3 separate regions of the Mus musculus genome follow, and regions 2 and 3 are each linked to region 1. The links are chromatin contacts, called in public HiChIP or PLAC-seq maps. All regions are on one chromosome and are shown on one strand. The core of a region is the stretch at or near the end of the contact, and the rest is flanking DNA. Distances in the headings are between cores, read along the strand shown.

The links. HiChIP or PLAC-seq counts read pairs in DNA pulled down with a chosen protein or histone mark.
Region 2: a contact with region 1 is called in an H3K27ac HiChIP or PLAC-seq map of microglia, with 6 times the contacts expected there. The contact joins two enhancer-like sites. A contact is called at or near these places in 1 of 484 Hi-C or Micro-C datasets (liver), 2 of 115 datasets of contacts at active chromatin or transcription factors (acute myeloid leukemia and microglia) and 1 of 9 other capture datasets (liver).
Region 3: an H3K27ac HiChIP or PLAC-seq map of microglia shows a contact between it and region 1, with 6 times the contacts expected there. The contact joins the promoter of Slc46a3 here to the enhancer-like site in region 1. A contact is called at or near these places in 2 of 39 promoter capture datasets (hippocampal neurons and liver), 1 of 484 Hi-C or Micro-C datasets (liver), 2 of 115 datasets of contacts at active chromatin or transcription factors (extraembryonic endoderm stem cells and microglia) and 2 of 9 other capture datasets (adipose tissue and liver).

The regions. Positions count from the first base shown.
Region 1 is chr5:147,541,174-147,543,789 of GRCm38.p6, forward strand. It overlaps Pan3 (PAN3 poly(A) specific ribonuclease subunit), which reads left to right. Exons shown (of 19, transcript NM_028291.5): 17 at 1,897-2,035. Among named protein-coding and RNA genes, the nearest start is that of Pan3, 110 kb to the left of the region's middle. Within about 2 kb of position 1,313, at least 35 of the 459 cell types and tissues checked have an H3K27ac peak or open chromatin away from gene starts, as enhancers often do. A contact at or near this core is called in liver and microglia, where this site is marked.
Region 2 is chr5:147,912,097-147,914,712 of GRCm38.p6, forward strand. No RefSeq gene overlaps it. Among named protein-coding and RNA genes, the nearest start is that of Gm46943, 4.6 kb to the right of the region's middle. Within about 2 kb of position 1,280, at least 25 of the 459 cell types and tissues checked have an H3K27ac peak or open chromatin away from gene starts, as enhancers often do. A contact at or near this core is called in microglia, where this site is marked.
Region 3 is chr5:147,893,483-147,896,098 of GRCm38.p6, forward strand. It overlaps Slc46a3 (solute carrier family 46, member 3), which reads right to left and starts at 1,333. Exons shown (of 6, transcript NM_027872.4): 1 at 999-1,333; 2 at 351-563. The coding sequence starts at 539.

The sequences.
Region 1 (2,616 bases), core at 63-2,562:
GGTGAATTCATTAGTCCTTTGCAAATCTAAAGTACTTTCTCATTTTATACATTATTGATATATGATATTATATTTATATAATTCTAAACTGTCCTTATAAAATTTTATTTACATTTTTTAATACGAAATTTTAAAGTTTTGTAGAATAGTGAAAAATATCATCACTCTTTTTATACCTGACATTCTCAGTCTTTCCAGTTGTCCTCACCCTGACTAATTTATTGATAAAAATTTTATATTTACTTTCAGAGTTACAAGTATAAATATATTGTTTATCTCCCCCTTTTAAATACGTAAACATCATCACTTCTCACAGTATTTTTTTTTAAAGATTTATTTATTATTATATCTAAGTACACTGTAGCTGTCTTCAGATGCACCAGAAGAGGACTTCAGATCTCATTACAGGTGGTTCTGAGCCACCATATGGTTGCTGGGACTTGAACTCAGGACCTTCAGAAGAGCAGTCGGTGCTCTTAACCACTGAGCCATCTCTCCAGCCCCACTTCTCACAGTATTAATGTTAGAAATCATTTTGTTCAGCTCTGTTTGGAATTATGCAGGCTCCTACATGAAACACGAGCCTGCTGGGCTTCTCCCTCTGCCACCCTATGACGGAGGCATTGCTCCTGTGTGCAAGAACACACTGGAGGCAGACAGCTTAGCTACCTAGTCATGGACTGTTGATGCCATGAGCTACAGACAGTGCTGCAGGGGGACCTGGTCACCAAAGAATCGAGCAGCACTGGAGTCTTCAGAGAACAGAAGTGTTGCAAGGATTGTGTTGTACTGTTCGTGAGAGGCCTGACTGAAAATGTTTCCTTGGAAGTTGGGATTTTTTCCCAGCACCTTGGAGGCAGAGGCAGGCGGATTTCTGAGAGGACAGCCTGGTCTACAGAGTGAGTTCCAGGATAGCCAGGGCTACACAGAAAAACCCTGTCTCAAAAAAACCATTTAAAAAAAGTTGGGATTTTGTCTGTTGTGCTGTTGGTTGGTGCCCTTGCCTGCTGGAGGTTGCCTGTTTGAGGGCTTAGTTGTCTCTGACCGTGCTTAGGCTCATCCTCGGTAGATGTCTGTGTGTTTGATCAAATGGATCAAACCTTTTTTTATGACTCTGTGTTCAGGTTAAGAATGTTGTTTTATACTTAGAAATGAATGCGTGATCTCATGCTTTCTTCTAGAATGCTCGTGACTTCTTTCCCCCAGTCCATTGCTGCTGGTTCTCTGACTTCCTCTGCAAACCCTGTCTAGACACAGTGGCCCTTCCTAGTTCTTGCGAATTGCAGAGCATGCTTTTTTTCTGGGACTAGCAGCCTCAGCTTCCTCTTTCCAGGATAGGCTCATGTTTCAGCTCTGTCTACCCTCTTCTCAGAGCACCGTGTAGCTGGGTAGAATCCCTGCTTTCTCAGGTTACTGGAGTGACGTGTGTCCTACCAGACTATAGGTTCCTCCGGTCACTTAAAACTACCAGTGGTCTCTGGTTCTCCAGTTCCTCACAGCTTCACCTTCTGGTGAAGTGTAGAAGACTAAAAGCTACCTTGCTTTCTAAACATTTCCTCCTCTGTGTTCCTTGGTAAAGTGGAAACTTAGCTGATGCCTCTGTAACCTGGAACACGGAAGGAGGAGAGGACCTTACAGCCCTGGCTCAGAGACGTCTACAGACAGTTTTCTATTTTGTACTAGTCATAAAGATTGAATAGCATGTAAGGGGCAACTGTTCCTGTGAAGAGAATATGTGATATGTGTACTTTTGGGTTGGTTGAGATTTTTTAAGCACTTTTCAGAGCCCTTCCAATTTCTAATTAACTGGGGAAGATTAGATGAATCTTGCGTCTGAAAAAATATGGCTGTGTGGCATGTAGAGTGAGTTACTGAGGTCAAATGTTAACCCCCCAGGTTTCAGAAGGATCCAACCTGGTCAGAGACTGGAGACAGATACCTGTTGAAACTCTTTAGAGATCATCTTTTTCATCAGGTGACAGAAGCAGGTGCTCCCTGGATCGACCTCAGTCACATCATTTCTTGTCTTAACAAGGTACTTGTAAGGAAAAGAATCGTGTTTAATAGGTTCTTACTATGTCTGTGTGTGTGCGTGTGTGTGCACGTGTGTGTGTGTGTGTGTGTGTGTGTGTGTGTGTGTGTGTGTGCGTGCGTGTGCGTGCGTGCGCGCGCGCGCGCTCCTGCCCTGTGTGCACATACAAGGTCAGAGGACACTTTGGAGTTCCTCTGCTTTGTGCTGGTGTGTCATGCTTGGTGGCAAGCACTTGGGCCACTGGGAACTCACCTGCCTTGTAGATTTTTGAGATCACAGGATAGCTATTACAGCTTAAAGAGCCATCTTGTGTACAAGTGCTAGGATCCTGAAGAAGACAGGATGTATGTTTGCTGGACATTTTCTAAAGTGGGAATTTTTTGTCTGGGCACGGTGGCTCATGCCTTTAATCCCAACACTCAGAAGCAAAAGCAGGAGCGTCTACAGCAGTGTTCTCAACCCTCCTCATGCTGTGACCCTTTAATGCCGTTGCTCGTGTTGTGGGGACTATAACGTTGCTACTGTTATGAATTGTAATGTAAATATTTGATATGCAGGATATTTAATATGTGATTCTTAAGTGA
Region 2 (2,616 bases), core at 30-2,529, 370 kb after region 1:
TCTCATCCAAGTCCAGTTTGGTGCAAAGAACCCAGTGGGTTCTTTTTAAGAGACAAGCATAAATGAAGGGTTAGTTACAGAAGTGTGGGTGACCCTCCCAAAAGTTCTGTCATAACAAAGCCCCGCCCAGTCATAGATGGCAACCTCATGGAAGCTGCAGCACGGTGGTCCCTTTCAGTTAACTGGCTAGCTTCTTGTAATCTAACATCTCCCATAGATCACTTGCAGGTGATGGTGTCTTGATTCCCCTCTCCCGTAGGGAATGCCAGTATCTCCTTGACCATAGCCATAGACTTGAGTAGCACTGTATTATTCTGCTGTGGTCGCCATGGCTCCTGGGGGGTTAGGGTGGGGGCAAAGTCCAAGATGGCATCTGATAGGTTATTTCTAGCCGGGTGAAATGAGCCAATTCAAGGCAGATTAGATTATATTAAATGCACGTTTATGGGGGAAGTGCTTTTGGACAAGGTTCCAAGGACTGAGGCCAGGGAAGTCACCAGGCGGAGGGACAGGAGAGAGGAGGAAGAGAAAGAGAAAAAGGATGTGAGCGCAGAGAGAGAGAGAGGGAGAGAGAGAGAGAGAGAGAGAGAGAGAGAGAGAGGAAGGAGGAGGAGGAGAGGAGAGGACAGGAGAGGAGAGGAGAGGAGAGGAGAGGAGAGGAGAGGAGAGGAGAGGAGAGGAGAGGAGAGGAGAGGACAGGAGAGGACAGGAGAGGACAGGAGAGGAGAGGAGAGGAGAGGAGAGGAGAGGAGAGGAGAGGAGAGGAGAGGAGAGGAGACCAAATATCTGGATTATATAGGGAGAGTTCAGGGTTGAGGGCAGGGTATGCCAGGTAGGGACTGAGGGACTGAGAGATGCTGGGAGAACCTGGAGGCCAGATTTGCTTTGATATGTAAGACATGCACCTCAGTTCCTTGTCCCCAGGTCCAAAACCAAACAGCATTTTGTCATGAGAAAAAAAGTGAAACGTAACAGTTCTTCTCCTAAAATCGCAGGACGGTAACTGTGAAGGCGGCTTCAATCAGATAAGGTTATTTGGAGCTGGCATCAGGGAGTCAGGCCTGGCATCCTGAGTCAGGCCTGGTTCTCAGGTTGCCTCGGTTAACTCCTCTAAGCGTCTTTGCTTCCAGCTCCCCGCTCCCCAAAAGGCGCCAGTGGAACCATCTATAGGAAACTTCCAGAATGTTGTTCTATGAAGGCAATTTTACAGACTTGCTTTGGGTTCATTCCTTCCCAGCCCGCCTTTGCCACGCCTTCTCCTGGCTCCTCCTGCCCGCCCCTCCCCCCACCTGCTCACACTCTGTCCTAAGTTGGTGGACAAGGCCCTGGAGCCTGCTCCACCTGCCACTCAGGCCTGCCCAGGTAATCAGGGTCCCAGGTGAAGGGAGGTGCTTGGGCGACCCACCCCCACACTGGCCCTGGCTGCTAGAGCGGAACAGAACATCCCACGGGCTGCGTGCTCCTTCTCTGGAAGCTGGAAATCTGCAAGGTGTCAGAAGGGCGGTTCTCCGAAGGTTTTCCTCCCTGGCACGACTTCTTACTGCACTCTCCAGTGGCCCTTCCTCCTGAACCTCTCCCCAGCCCCCCTGCTGGCTCTCCTTCCTCTTAAACCGGAAGGAGCCCAACCTCAGTGCTTCAGTTAACTCACCTCCCTCAAGGTCTTGTCTCCAGTACAGCCATGTTCTCAGGTCCTCAGGACCCGAGGAATAAGAAGGCTCAGTTTCATCTGCATCTTAAGAGCCTCGCCACAGATCAGGGCAACTTAAAGGGCCAGCCCACTCCACAGCTCCCCAGTCACTGGGAGTCACTGGTCCTCTTTCTGCCTTCCCTCTCTCCTAGGTCAGTCCAGTGTTGCCTTCTGGTAGCTTCCTGAATCCTAAGGGTCACCTCAAGCCTCAGCTTCCTCCAGCTCACAGGGAACCAGGGCAGAGGCACAGGGCCTCTCTCTCTCTCTCTCTCTCTCTCTCTCTCTCTCTCTCTCTCTCTCTCTCTCTCCTGGGGAAAGAACACAATACCTCCACTATTTCCTCAAAATGAGCTGCTTCAGGAAGAGAGGCCAGCACGGAGCTGGGCAGGGGGGCACAGCCTGAAATCCTGAACTCAGCAGGCTGAGGTAGGAGGATGGTGAGTTCAAGGCTAGGTTTGGCTGTACGGCAAGAGCTGCTCTCAGAAAAATGAATGAATGAATGAATGAATGAATACAAAGAAGAAGAAAGAAAGACCAAACCAAACCAAACCAAAAAACCCAAAGTGACCAGAATGGAGGGTGACCAGGAGGGGTGGGACAGACAAAGCAGCCAGGAGACTTTTACCAGCTGCTTCGCCCACCCTTCAGTCTCACCTGTGGCTCTCTCTTAGGTTGGGGCTCAGAGCCGCAGATGCTACAGGAACAAGAGTTCCAAGCTCTGTACCTGTTTCTCTTGTTCCTGGGCCACATCTAACTCCCTTTCCAAGTTCTCAGGGCTTCAAATACTTGAACTTTTATCTTTACGGATTGGGACCTCACCTGCCTATCCTAGAAACGAAACAAAAATCACGTGAAGCGAGAGTCCAAAAACTAAAAATCTCTTTCTCTGGGGTCCAACACGGAGCAGATGAAGGTGTGAGCTGACTCTG
Region 3 (2,616 bases), core at 83-2,582, 350 kb after region 1:
CTCTGGTCAGTTTTTCTGGACTTTTGTTATTCAAGAGACCAAGGAAGAGTGGGTGAGATTGTAGTGAGATTTCCTAAGGATAAAAGAGTTGGTCCCACAAGGTGGGTGGGGATTGGGGACAGGAGTGGAGGTGCCTTAGAGAGTTAGAAAGAGCCAGATTAAAGGTGTCAAGAGGAACTATTAACCGAAATAGGAACAGAGAGAAGGTGGCTTAATTTCAGTGTGTGTGTGTGTGTGTGTGTGTGTGTGTGTGTGTGTGTGTGGTCACACCTTGGAGAGCCTCTTTGGTTTGGAACCTGTTTCCATTCCCTGTGACTCCAGGATGGGAGGTTTTAATTTTAATTTCTTACCTCCCGGAATGCAAAGATGGAGCTGCTTTTGTTTTGGTCACACTCAGAGCCATTGCTATTGGAAGCAAAGGTGTAGTTACCGGTTTCCTCCCAGATCCTCCGGTACACGTACTGCGCTGTCAGCGGGATGGTCAGAGTCATAGCAAACGCGTTCAGGAGAATGGCGGGCTCTATGAATGAAATCTTCATATTGCTCAAGTGGGCAGATCGAGTCTATTGCAGAGCGGGAAGCGGGAGGAGAGAAACGGGGCGAGTGTGGGGGGGGGGGATAGAAATCATCAGTTGATTTTTTATCCCAGAGGCTAAATTCTCAAAAGTGGGGAAGTTGGAACAATGTGTCATAAACAAACATTAGCAAGCAAAAAGAGTTCCAGATTTCTGAGAGAGTGCCCTTGCCGGGAGAGGGTACCCTAGTTCTCTCCGAGGAGCAGGGACTAAGTCAACCTCCGCCCCCGACTCCGCTTAGCTAATGCTCACAGTGCTGAGCAGAACAGCACCGGCCGGTTCCCATAAGGTAAACAATGAAGTTACCCGGGGACCCGGAGGTTATGTAATTACTATTATTTTGGCTGCAGGTTAAGGGCCTTGTAAAAAGCAGCTCCCGATCGGAAGGGGAGTTTAGTTTCTGTTTTCGTTTTTAAAACTCACCCCACGGTTACAGTTTTCCTGCTAGGCTAGGCACAGGTGGGACCGTAGTCGGGACTGTGTTCTCCGTTACCCAGTGCGGGGCGTAGCGCCCCCGGGTTTTCAGCACGGTTCGCCAGCTGGGAAGAGCCAAAGGAAGGGGCAGCGAGGTGGAGCTAGACCGCAACAGGGGGACGTCCCTTGGGACGGGACACTCGAGCCCTGTTAGAAGGCAAAGAGAAATAAGCGCACCTCCCGGACTCTGTTGGCCCTGGACTCAGTCCCCGCCGCTCCCCGCGCCGCCGCACTCTTGGTCTTTGGGCCCTAGTGGTGACTCGGCCGCCGAGCATCATCACTCTGCCAAGAGCTGGCAATCTTCGGCCGGAGCTGTCACCCGCTTCCCTAGCTCGCTTGTGATTGGGTATGGCGGCCGGCGCCCCCGTAGCGATTGGTCTAGCGCAGTGTCATTCTCTTGCACCCGCCCCCGAAGGTTCAGCGGCTGAATCTCCCCGAGTTGCTGGGCAAGTTGGGTGATCCCGGCAGCTCTGCGAAGGTTCTGCTAAGCGTATCTGGATAGGATTATTGGTTTTCGCTGAAGCGCCGTGGAGTCATAGGTATCTGGATCGAGAGTTCGAGACTAGCCCAACGATATAACAAGACTCCTGTCCAAAGCAGATAATGATAATAATAATAATGATAATAATGATGATAATAATAAGTGGTTGGAAACGTCATACGCTAGGGTTGCAGTTCACTGCAGCATTCCGGTGGACCCAGCAAGCGTCTGCACAAGCAATGTGAGAGAGAAGACACTGAAAGTTCATGAGAGGAGAAGAGTTCCGAGTAGGGGAGTTGTTGGCCTTGGGAAAATTTAAACGAAATATTCACTACATTTTACGTAGTCATTTATTTTATGTGTATGCCCACGCCGAGCAGAGGTCAGAAAATGGTGCTAGAATTTGTGTTACAGGCAGTTGTGAGCTGCCCTGAGAGCGTAGAAACGGAACCCAGAGCAGTAAGTGTTCTTCATTAGTGAGCTTCTCTCCAGCCACCCCTGCTGAGTTGCGGGGGAGGGGATTGTTAAATCTCTCTGAAAGTCGGCTCTTTCTCTGTTGAGAAGATGTAAGTAAGTCTCACAAAGCCATGGCAACACCCTAGACAGTAGGACCGCCGCTAATGGCCGCCAACGCGCACAGCTGGAGCACACCTGCAGCTGATAGGGGGTTACTTCCTGAGGAAGAGAAGCAAGCTGAGAGTTCTGTGATTTGGGGACCCGTCCAAAAAAGGAAGACCTTAGGCTGGAGTGGTTGCGTCAGGAAGTGGGGGACAATCCTGCAAATGCGCCTCTTACTCTTATCTAGAGATCAAGGTCAGATGTGGGCCAGAGCCTTATTGATAAAGGAGTAACACTCCAGACTATGGGCTATTTTTGCCCAGATGAGAGTACTGGTGCAATGCTCCTAACCACTGAACCACCCTCTCTCGAGGCAGATCTGGAACAGCTTCAGAGTGGGAAGGGCGGCTAAAGGAGCTGACTAGCAGAAAAGGATATTCTGTACTGGAGAGAAGGCGATCTGATGACTCTAGATAGCCACAGAGAGAATTGAGGAAGTAACTCTCAACATCGCACTCTTGACAGTTT